3 separate regions of the Arabidopsis thaliana genome follow, and all the other regions are linked to region 3. A link is a contact called in public capture Hi-C data. All regions are on one chromosome and are shown on one strand. The core of a region is the stretch at or near the end of the contact, and the rest is flanking DNA. Distances in the headings are between cores, read along the strand shown. Region 1 holds the start of LACS7 (long-chain acyl-CoA synthetase 7). Region 2 holds the start of TIF3B1 (translation initiation factor 3B1). Region 3 holds the start of LON1 (lon protease 1).

Region 1 (3,876 bases), core at 730-3,229, 290 kb after region 3:
TGCAACTGAAAACATGATTATATCTACAAAAACAAATAGAATTTCGATATACACACTTATAAACATAAGTATTTACACATTTATCATTTTCAACCAACAAAATTGAAAATAAAATATTTCAGGGTTTTTCTATAGAAAACAAAGTTGATTTCGAACACAATGAAGATCATAGTGTGTTATAACAAAAAAATTCTTTAAAACTTCATTACTTACACGATAATGCTTATCTTGGCTCCAAACTTCGTAAATAAACAAGATCAACACTTCTTGAGCATCAATGTTTGTTCGCAATTAATGTTTGTTCCTGGGTTCATCTTTAACTCAACAATTATTATCAATAATTTTATAATATTATAACATGTAATAATGATTTTGTATTAATTATAACAAGAGTCACGTCTAAACTTTTTGGGCATTAAATGTTGATGTCATTTCGTTTTTAATGGAAAAAATATCCCTTATAACCTATGTTGCATGGAAACGGAAACGGAAACGGAAACGCGGATACGAAACGTTTCGGAAACAGGAAACAATTTTTTCTTAAAATTAGGGATTGGAAACGTTTTGGAAACGTATACACATTTATACATATATATATATATAAATAACATTATATATATATATATAACATTATATATATATATATAACATTATATATATATATATATAACATTAACATAAAACTATATTAAAGAAAAAATGGTTTAAATAATACAAGTCCAAAATATCAATATTAAATAAATAAACTAAAATTCTAAAAGATAAAAATTAAAAGGTTCAAGTTCAAATAGTTAATTTAGACCAACATTTTCATTAGTTTTATCAAAGATAATATAAACCTCTTTTCAAATCTGGTTTAACAAAAAAAGATCTTAAAACTCAAAGTCTTCCAAAATTAGTTATATGTATTAATAATTTTAATATTTTCAATTTTAGTTATTAAATTTTTAAAGTCAATAAAAAAAATTTGTCGTATGTCTATTTCGGAAACGTGAGTTTCTATTTTGGAAACGTAAGTTTCCATCGTGTTTTCAAACCTAGATTTTTAGGAAACGTGTTTCCGTGATGTTTTTCGTGTTTCCGGAGAGTTTCCGTTTCCGAAACGTTTCGGAAACGAGAAACGCACCTCAGAGCGAGTTTCCATGCAACCTAGCTTATAACTGTACAGTCGTACTCCTCAACGTGAAACAAAAATAATTCCAATTAAACCGGAACAGTATACCTAACTAAACCTGACTAACTAAACCGTACATTCAACAGTTTCTCTGCTGTAGCAGCAAGGGCAAAATGATCAAATTTCAGCTGAAAAGACAAAACGTGAAAACCACCTTTCACTTTGTCAGTCCTTAAAAATAAAACATGATCAAAGGGTGTGGCCTGCAAATTACCCTAAAATTAAAAGCATACAAGTTCTGTAACCAAGGTTGGCACAATGTATTCTCTTGTGTTACTTAAACTATGATGGAGATCTTTCCGTTTGCCTAGTTTTTGAGAATTTGGTTCATCTTCTGTGTTGCAGCCGAACTTAACTGGGAACTTAAACAGCATAACCAGTCTACATTGGTACTTAAAGATTCAGGTTATTGCTTCTGGCAATGCCAAAAACAACAGGTTTCATGGTCTACAATAATAACCAACATGAACATTTGTTGGTAAAAGATCAAATAATAATTTTATTGAAAAAAATGGTAAATTATCCACATAGGGAAGTGTGCCTTATTTTGACGTAAGCAAAATACATGTGAGAAACAAAAGTACATTACTTTAGTGAAATGAGGCGTTTTTGGTGAGGTGTTAAAAAAAAAATGGAAAACATGATTAACGCCTATCCAAAATATGTTGTTTATGGAATTTTATAGCCGTAGCATCACACAATAGTTTTACATATTTATGCTCATTTTCATAATTCAAAGATTTTATTCCTTTTCTTCTATAGTAGATTTGTGAGCTAAAAAATTGTTTTCAATTGACTTTTCATAATTTTATTACTATACTAGTAGATTTGTGACGTCATTGTTTTAAAGTTGAATTTTTATAAAATGGTAATTAATCGGTTTATTTCGTATATTCCTGAAGACATTTTTTCTGAAGAAAGAAGAAAAGATGGAATTTGCTTCGCCGGAACAACGTCGTCTCGAAACCATTCGATCTCACATCGATACTTCTCCGACCAACGATCAATCATCATCTCTATTCCTCAACGCCACCGCTTCTTCTGCTTCACCTTTCTTTAAAGGTAAAGCACCTGAAAATTACCTGAAAGTTAGTCTCTCCATAATTTGAAATTTTCTCTGTTTCTTGAGTTTTTAAGAGCTTTGGATTGTTTTCTCTAGAGGATAGCTACAGTGTTGTGCTTCCAGAAAAGCTTGATACTGGAAAATGGAATGTCTACAGGTTTTTAAAAAACCAGTCCTTTCTTTGTTGTTACGTTTGGTTTTTTGATAAGTGTGTGTGATTATGAATCTCTGTTTTTTTTTGGCTGTGACAGATCTAAAAGATCGCCTACGAAACTCGTTAGTAGGTTCCCGGATCATCCTGAAATCGGGACTTTACATGACAATTTTGTGTATGTTTTGATGATTACTTCTTTTGAGGTTGTTTTAAATTGATTGGCTTTAGTTTGTGACTGGCATTACGTTTTTGTGGAATCAGACATGCTGTTGAAACATATGCTGAAAACAAGTATCTTGGTACACGAGTTCGGTCCGATGGAACCATTGGAGAGTGAGTTTTAAAGCTGTTCTTTTGCTTTGAGATTTTCGCTATGGAGTTTTGAGCTGAGGTAGGTTTTTATGTTTCTGTGATATGTTTTTATGAAGGTATTCATGGATGACATATGGAGAAGCAGCGTCTGAGCGACAAGCCATTGGTTCAGGACTCTTGTTTCATGGAGTTAACCAAGTATGTTTCACTCTACTTTGAATGTAAAACTTATGCAGCTATGGTTCTTGTAAAGAAAAAGTTTCTTCATTTAATGGAACAGGGAGATTGCGTTGGACTCTATTTTATTAACAGACCAGAGTGGTTGGTTGTGGATCATGCTTGTGCAGCATATTCATTTGTCTCTGTTCCTTTATATGATACACTTGGTAACCAATCTAAATTTGATTTTTTCTCTTTAGTTTTCGAGTTTTGCAAGCCTTGTCTCTTCTTAATATGATTCTTCTGGTTACGCAGGTCCAGACGCTGTTAAGTTTGTGGTGAATCATGCTAATCTGCAAGCTATATTTTGTGTACCACAAACCTTGAATATTGTAAGTGTGTTTTGGTTTGTTAAAGTGCTAGCTATTATCTTCTGAGAATCAGTTCAAGTATAGTCTAAATTGCAACACTTTCGATCATGAATTGTGTTTGTCTTTTTTTGTTGGGAACTTTGCAGTTGCTAAGCTTCCTAGCGGAAATCCCATCCATTCGTCTCATTGTGGTATGTACTTCTCCAATATGTAATTTCACTGTAAGCTAAAATATATACTCCCACTTATAAATATGTTTTGCACTGTGATTAGGTGGTGGGAGGGGCTGATGAGCATTTGCCATCACTTCCTCGAGGAACTGGAGTCACAATTGTATCATACCAAAAGCTATTGAGTCAGGTAGCCTTTTACAATGGGTTTTAACTAAAGTACTAAACATGTGTTGTTATCTTGGTGAATGATGTCTCTGTTCCTGTAATGAGTTTTGCTTGGTAGTGAAAGAGACTTCATGTTGCCACCGGTTATCTTGTAGGGTCGAAGTAGCTTACATCCATTTTCGCCTCCAAAGCCAGAAGACATTGCAACCATATGCTACACAAGTGGAACCACAGGAACACCAAAGGTGAGTTTCTTCTGGTTGAAATGGTGCATAAATCACTTTAAAGCTAAATACTCAACTATA
Region 2 (3,642 bases), core at 1,062-3,561, 330 kb after region 3:
GGTTGCTTGGTTCTTGGCTATGGTAAGTTACAAGATATTTCTCACCTGGCGAGAAATCAACTAGTTTTACCTAAAACATAATCAACAAAAGATGCAATTTTCAGGCCAACAGAGGAAAAACGGAAGTAATATGTAGCAATTGAAAGGAAATTCAAACCATAGAATGCTGATAACGCATGAGACGCGTGAATGTATCAGCACCACCCCAAACAGCTGCCCCCTGCTTGTGGAGTGTCACAAGGTATGTACCTAAAGGAGACCACTGCACATAACTCTCTGTCCAATACTGCATAGGAAGAGAACATCATTAATTCAAATGAAGGTAACATAACATATAAAAGTGCTCTAAACAGTCAAGTAAACAAATAAGGGATATTAATTCAAATGAAGGTAACATAACATATACATTGCTCTAAACAGTCAAGTAAACAAAAGGGATATACACACAGGAAGTAACTTACAGGACGCTTATGAACAGGTTCAGGCGCCTTCTGCCTAGTATCATTCCAGAAAACTTCAGTATCAGGGCCAGAACGAATGACTAGCTGGTCTCGGGCTTTTTCATCAGTAAGCCATTTTTGCAAATTTTCCTGAAAAAACAAACACCATATAAGTAACGACAATTAGCACCACAAAAGGCTGCAATGAATTAAAATATATACATGAAACAAGAGTTATGAAATTATAGTTATTAGTTAGTATACATCAATTACGTAAAAAGATCCTAACCCTAACGCAGCAGGCAAACACAAAATAAATCAGCGAATTACCAAAATAAAGAAGTGATTACACAGACACAATGGAAGTTATTCAAAGAAAATTATTCAAGGTACAGGGAGTAACATGATGAAAACTACACATACCCCAGGGACGTAGGGCCTGGCCTGAGGAGGCTCCCACTCCTCCTTCACATTCATCAACCTGTCAAAATCATCGAACATGTTTACAGCAAAGATGTGAGACTTGTCCAACTTGTAGCCATGAGACTTTTCCTTAGCGTTTTGTGCTTCCTGCAAAGAGCCCCAGACATTGAGAGAAACTCTTAGGAAATACTCAACCATTAAGAACAACCTAGTTTGGGCTCCTTTCTAACAAGAGAAATAAAGTATTGAAACATATGACGCCGACATTATTGCTTCAGAATCCAACAAAACAGAGATTAAGCTAATCAAGTAGATAAATAACCTGAGGAGTGTTGAACTCAATAAAACAGTAGCCCAATGTCATCTTGGTATCGGGATCAACAGGCATCCACAGTCCATTTTCCTTAATCACACCTAACTGGTTGTAAATTTTCTTGACAACACCTTCAAGTTTCTCAAACTTCTCCTTGGGAACAACAGGGAGGTGATCGACCACGATAATGTTACCGAATCCAGTGTCGAATTCAGACTGGTCATCCTGGTAAACAGCTTCATCATCACTACAACCATCACAGAAAAAAAAAGTGTATAACGAATCAGTTCCATTTTTCATACGTTCATAGATAAAATGTATAAATATAATAAGCTTTGCACCATCAAGGAAAGAGATAAACCAATTCGAAATACACAAAATTTTCATACATACAATAGCAAAACCTAGAATAAAATCATCCCATCGTATAAACACAAGAAGATTAGAAATAGAAGTGACCGTATATGAACAACCAGAGATCTAAAGGAAAATCTCACCTCTCGATCCCAAAGTCTTCTCCAGGAGGAAGTTGGATGGAATCAAAATTAACCTGAGACCAATCAATCCCTAACTTAGCAGCTCGGGCATCAATATCAACGACCTCCATGATTTCAAACCTTATATCAAAAATCTGCCAAAGAAAGCCATATAGAGAGAGCTATCAGTCTTTAACACATTCCAACTTTAAGTCGATAAATAAATGTGAAAAATCTGAGTCTTTAGATCTAAAAGTAGGTTTTTTGTTAACCCTAAACAAGTATTAAAACAACAAACTACCATGGCCAAATGTTCAAAGACTAAAACTTTGAATCATCACTCCCACTATAATGTAAATCTAAAACCATGCCTATAGAAATTATTAACTATACTCTAGTTTTATTTAATCTAGAACCCAACAACAGGTGAAATGGAGAAAAATGGCAAAATTTTCCTGAAGGCTCTCTTATATCTATTGCATCGTTCTGGATCCTGTCTCATAGCTACATAAGAAAAGACAAAAAAAACAAATGAACACTGAAATCGAGATAAGAAACGTACCCAATACAGAGATCAGCCGAGAGCAAAAAACAAAGAAGAAGACGGCGCTTGAAGGTGAGGAAGAAGGAGCGATTGTTTTCAGGTCTTTTTGGATCATACGACGTCGGTTCCTTAAACGGGCTTATAAATATTTATATGGGCCGGGTAAGCCCAATTCAATAGTAATCAGTAGATCTAATTTATTGTCTTTCTCTCGATTAGCTTTTTTTTTTTTTTAACAATAATCCGTCTCTTTCATTTGGTGTCCTCGAGAACCAAATTCGGATAATCTCTCATCGGAGGATCGTTGTTGTTGTTGCTAGGGTTCTTATCGATTTGTAATGTACAAAACTAAATTAATCCCGGTGATGAACGAGGATGCTGTGATTGTTCAACAAACGGATTCGATTCAGGATCCTAAGGTAACTCCAGATGATACTGTAGTTGATTCGAGCGGGGATGTTCACGAAGCCATTGATGATGATGTTGAAGCTTCTTCACCTATGGAGCTAGATTCGGCGGTTACAAATGACGCTAGGGTTCTCGAAAGTGAGAGATCGGAGAAAGATGGTGTCGTAGGGAGTGAGGAGGAAGATGAGATTAAAAGCGAGGATGTTTTAATTGATAAGGATGATGAGAGTTCTGAGGTTAAAGAAGAAGAAGAAGAAGAAGATGGCTCTGATGATCAATCTAGTGAGCTTGGTTCTGAAGCTGATGAGAAGGAATTAGATTTGGGTTTGAAGGAAGAGAAAAAAGGAGTTTCGGATTATAAATCTCTTTTATCTGAGTTTGATGATTATGTTGCAAGTGAGAAAATGGGTTCTGGAGTTTCGAGGGCATTGAGTTATGGGTTTGAAGTTGGAGATTTGGTTTGGGGAAAGGTAAAGTCTCATCCTTGGTGGCCTGGTCATATATTCAATGAAGCTTTTGCGTCTCCTTCTGTTCGTCGTATGAGGAGGATTGATCATGTTCTTGTTGCGTTTTTCGGTGATAGTAGTTATGGTTGGTTTGATCCTGCTGAGCTTATTCCTTTCGAACCGAATTTAGAGGAGAAATCACAGCAGACGGTTTCGAAGCATTTTGTGAGAGCTGTGGAGGAAGCCAAGGATGAGGCGAGTAGAAGGTCAGCTCTTGGTTTGACTTGTAAATGTCGGAATCCTTATAACTTTAGGCCTAGTAATGTGGAAGATTACTTTGCTGTTGATGTGCCTGATTACGAGCTTCAAGCCGTTTACTCTGTTGATCAGATTAAGAATTCTAGGGATAAGTTTTTACCCGCTGAAACCATTTCGTTTGTGAAGCAATTGGCGTTAGCACCTCAAGAGTGTGATCCAGACAGTTTAAAGTTTATGAAGAAGAAAGCAGTGGTTTTTGCTTTCCGCAAGTCAGTGTTTGAGGAGTTTGATGAAACTTATGCACAGGCCTTTGGGACAAAATCACCCCGCAGTT
Region 3 (3,791 bases), core at 524-3,023:
GGTTGATCCTTGCTTTATCCACAAGTATGCTGATGTTCGCTGCCAAAATATATCAGATTCCTCATATTTGTGAAATGTTGAAGGCCCAACTTCCTGGTGATGTGAGTTCCCAATGTGTTGTTTCAGTTATTACTTTTATTTTATCCATGGAGATTGTGTATCACTTGATTATATACTCAAAATTTTCAGGTGGATCCTTATCTTTTCATTGGAGATGACTTACAACTTCACGTAAGACCACAGGCAAATATGAAAGATTTTGGGTCCTCAAGCGATAGCCAGATGGCTACTTCAATGCTGTTTGAGATGCGAAGCAAAGTAGAACTGTCCAACACTATTATAACCGATATTGTCGCAAAAAATCTACCTAAACTTTCGAAGGTAAATCTTATATTTTCTGTTTCTTAGTGAACAATACCTTTTAAGCCCCAATGTTCGATTCTCTTGTACTGATTTGATTTTATGTACTCTCTTGTTAAGCTCGAGGAAGCTGATGTGAAGATGCAAATCTTGGAGCAATTTACACCTGATGATGCTTTTATGTTTGGATCAAGGCCAAACATTGAACCTCAACCAAACCAAAGTATCTCTAAGGAATCGCTGTCCTTCGATGAGGTAAACTATTCTCTGAAGTTCCATATTCCATTGGGATTTTGATAATATTCAGAACTGTTAACACTTATGTTTCTTTATTACAGGACATACCTGCCGGTTCAATGGTTGAGGACGAAGTGACGAGTGAACTCTCTGTGCGTTTCCCCCCAAGAGGATCTCCCTCACCATCTATTCCTCAAGTTATCAGCATTGGACAGCTCATGGAATCTGTAAGCATAGACCACATTCGACATAAAGAAGAAACTGGCTGATATATATATTTGTGTCTTCTTATAATTGGTTTGTGATATGTTATCTAGGCGCTTGAGGTCGCTGGTCAAGTGGTTGGGTCATCTGTCTCTACTTCTCCGCTTCCTTATGACACAATGACTAACCGCTGTGAAACCTTTGGGACTGGTACTAGAGAGAAGCTCTCAAGGTGGTTGGCCACTGAGAACCGTCAGATGAATGGGCTCTATGGAAATTCACTTGAGGAATCATCTGCACTTGAGAAGGTACGTAACAGCTGAGTTGGTAAACACATTAGAACTACAAACTGTTAAAATCTGCTATGGTCCTTAGTAATAGTGAGAAAGATCATAACTTTGTGATACCAAATGGGCTGGTTAAGAGAAAGGTAGAAACTTTATCATACGAGGCTTACACGTTGAGACACGTTGTTACAGGTAGTAGAAGATGGGAACATCTATGGGAGAGAATCTGGAATGTTGCAGGATTCATGGTCCATGATGAGACTACCTCCAGCTAGTCCCTTTGACAATTTCCTCAAAGCAGCAGGAGCTGGAAGATGATTCAACTAACTTGATCATATCAATCTCTGTAGAAAGTGTGTAATCTTGTTGTTCTTATTGGATTTGTAGAGAACTAACTTATCTAGGGCCAATCACGATGCTTCTCGTAGTAATCTAGAATCAGTAGTAAGTAATGCTTGTTTCGTTAGGACAAGAATCTCTGTTAGTGTTGTCGTTATAATCAGTAGAGAACCAATGCTATCTAGATTTGTATCAAATTCTCTTCATTACCTTTAAACGCATCATCAAAACAAAATCGAAGATAAAGTTCACAACTTTAAAGGCCACATCTTTTACTAATGGCGGTGAAGCAAACGGCTTTAGTTGGCCGGACCGGTTTGGTTTTCTGATAACCGGAAAATTCAATGAACCGACTCCAAAACGACGTCGTGTTATTGTGAAGGCAAAATGGTGTTGTTCTCTCTGCTGCCTTTAAAATTGGGGTTTTGCTTCGTCGGGGTTTATGAAGGGCTTTGATACTAATCTTCGTCTACAGGCTTCTTCTCCAGAATTCTCCAATGGTTTCTTGCCTAAAAGGCAAAACTTTATAAAACTCAATCGCAGAAATTGTTACCCCAGATCTTCTTTCTCTCCCACCATGTTAAAGCTCTTCACTTCCTCCGCCTCTCGAGTCCACCATTTGACTCCGGTAAGTAGGGTCGTCGGGTCTTCTCCAGTGGAGTCTCCATTGTTCAAAGCGTTGAGTCAAATCACTGGGTGGAATCGGCGATCTACTTCGTTGGGTCATCGTGCTTTCTTCTGCTCTGAGCCTACCAATGGAGAGGCGGCGGCTGAAGCTGAAACTAAGGCGGTGGAGTCCGATTCTGAAGTGTCTGACTCCAAATCTTCGTCTGCGATTGTGCCCACTAACCCTAGGCCTGAAGATTGTTTAACGGTTTGTGTAACTATGGCTTTTTGTTCCTTTCTCTGTGGAAGATTTGTTAGTGCATTTGTATATGCGTTATTGGATCGTTGGCAATCTAATTGTATAGGAAAATTTCAATTCTTGTTGGAATTATTACAAAGTTGTAAACTTTGGTAATAACTGAGTGGATGATGCTTATGAGGTGCTTTACATCTTTGTTGTTCTATTAGTGGAGAAAGTTGAAGCTTCTGATATTGTATGTTGTTCTATGGTGTTTGCTTAGAGCATTTTTGAATCTGTATTTAGTGGTTTGTTGTTAACAGTCAAGCAAAGACTAATTGGATTTTGTGAACATTTTACATTTGATCATTTTCATTTTAGCGGAGTTATGTTTCTCCTGATGGAGTTTTCCGTTGTTTAATTGCAGGTTCTAGCATTGCCGGTGCCACATAGGCCGCTTTTTCCTGGTTTTTACATGCCAATCTATGTCAAGGTATGTCAATTCATCATTTTCTGGCCTTTAAACACTCTCCAAAACTTGGCCTTGTTTGGTTCTCAAAATCTCATTCGATTCTCTTTAAATGGAGCTGAATCTAGCCTTAGAACTAGTACCGATATCTTCTTATTTTGTTCTCAGTAGAGCATGGATCATTGATTACCTAGTTTACAATCAAAAGTGAAGAGAACTTACATATCAGCTGACACCTTCTTTGAAATATCTGCTGTTTGGGTTTCGACATATAGATCAATTTTAGCCGCATTTGATGCAATTTTTTTGATAATTTACCCCATTGTTTATTAATTGTAATCTTCCCCGCCTGGGACAAAATAGCTAAAAACTATTTCCGTTAAACCACAGCGATGACACGATCTTTATAGTTTGGGAGATGTCAGGTTTTGCTTCTCTGACCAGCATGTGCGTTTTCTGGTGTGCAGGATCCTAAAGTACTCGCAGCCTTACAAGAGAGCAGAAGACGACAAGCTCCATATGCAGGAGCTTTCCTTCTGAAGGATGACCCATCAGCTGATTCATCTTCAAGCACTGACGCAGAAAAAAACATAAATGAGCTGAAAGGGAAAGAGTTGCTTAACCGGCTTCACGAAGTTGGCACACTTGCTCAGGTATTGTGTTGCTGCATTTGTTCAAATTAAAAAGCATGACTAGCATTACGATTTCCTTATTGATTTTCCAGATTTCAAGTATCCAAGGAGACCAAGTTATCCTTGTTGGTCACAGGCGACTTCGCATAAAAGAGATGGTAAGTCGGTATAACAGCGTTCGTACTTTGTAGAATTTTCAACCATGAAAGTTCCAAATCCTCGAAAGTACATCTTCACATCTGTTCTTTGGTTGATCAAGACACTTTTGGTTTAAGGGAGAAATTTTTCCTTTATACAGGTGAGCGAAGAACCACTTACCGTCAAAGTCGATCATCTTAAGGTACATTTTTCTGCTTTTAGGCTTTTCCTCTTATAATATGAGACTACTTTGATTTTGCTTTTTCTATTTGAAACTCTGA

Evidence for each region. Capture Hi-C pulls out chosen DNA fragments and counts their contacts.
Region 1: a contact with region 3 is called in a capture Hi-C map of seedling, with 2.2 times the contacts expected there. The contact joins the promoter of LACS7 here to the promoter of LON1 in region 3. A contact is called at or near these places in 1 of 26 Hi-C or Micro-C datasets (vegetative nucleus) and 1 of 3 other capture datasets (seedling).
Region 2: a capture Hi-C map of seedling shows a contact between it and region 3, with 2.4 times the contacts expected there. The contact joins the promoter of TIF3B1 here to the promoter of LON1 in region 3. A contact is called at or near these places in 1 of 26 Hi-C or Micro-C datasets (vegetative nucleus) and 1 of 3 other capture datasets (seedling).

The regions. Positions count from the first base shown.
Region 1 is chr5:9,740,513-9,744,388 of TAIR10.1, forward strand. LACS7 (long-chain acyl-CoA synthetase 7) reads left to right here and starts at 1,980. Exons shown (of 23, transcript NM_122642.5): 1 at 1,980-2,236; 2 at 2,334-2,394; 3 at 2,489-2,566; 4 at 2,653-2,724; 5 at 2,820-2,901; 6 at 2,984-3,089; 7 at 3,178-3,254; 8 at 3,380-3,424; 9 at 3,507-3,593; 10 at 3,727-3,816. The coding sequence starts at 2,104.
Region 2 is chr5:9,782,977-9,786,618 of TAIR10.1, forward strand. It overlaps TIF3B1 (translation initiation factor 3B1), which reads right to left and starts at 2,312. Exons shown (of 12, transcript NM_122646.4): 1 at 2,215-2,312; 2 at 1,674-1,807; 3 at 1,186-1,423; 4 at 864-1,010; 5 at 462-590; 6 at 158-286; 7 at 1-70. The coding sequence starts at 1,783. It overlaps AT5G27650 (Tudor/PWWP/MBT superfamily protein), which reads left to right and starts at 2,431. Exons shown (of 2, transcript NM_122647.3): 1 at 2,431-3,642. The coding sequence starts at 2,535.
Region 3 is chr5:9,449,179-9,452,969 of TAIR10.1, forward strand. It overlaps LON1 (lon protease 1), which reads left to right and starts at 1,774. Exons shown (of 19, transcript NM_122568.4): 1 at 1,774-2,301; 2 at 2,699-2,764; 3 at 3,208-3,393; 4 at 3,465-3,530; 5 at 3,671-3,712. The coding sequence starts at 1,870. AT5G26850 (Uncharacterized protein) reads left to right here. Exons shown (of 18, transcript NM_001036870.3): 13 at 1-101; 14 at 190-381; 15 at 481-615; 16 at 699-824; 17 at 915-1,109; 18 at 1,281-1,718. The coding sequence ends at 1,406.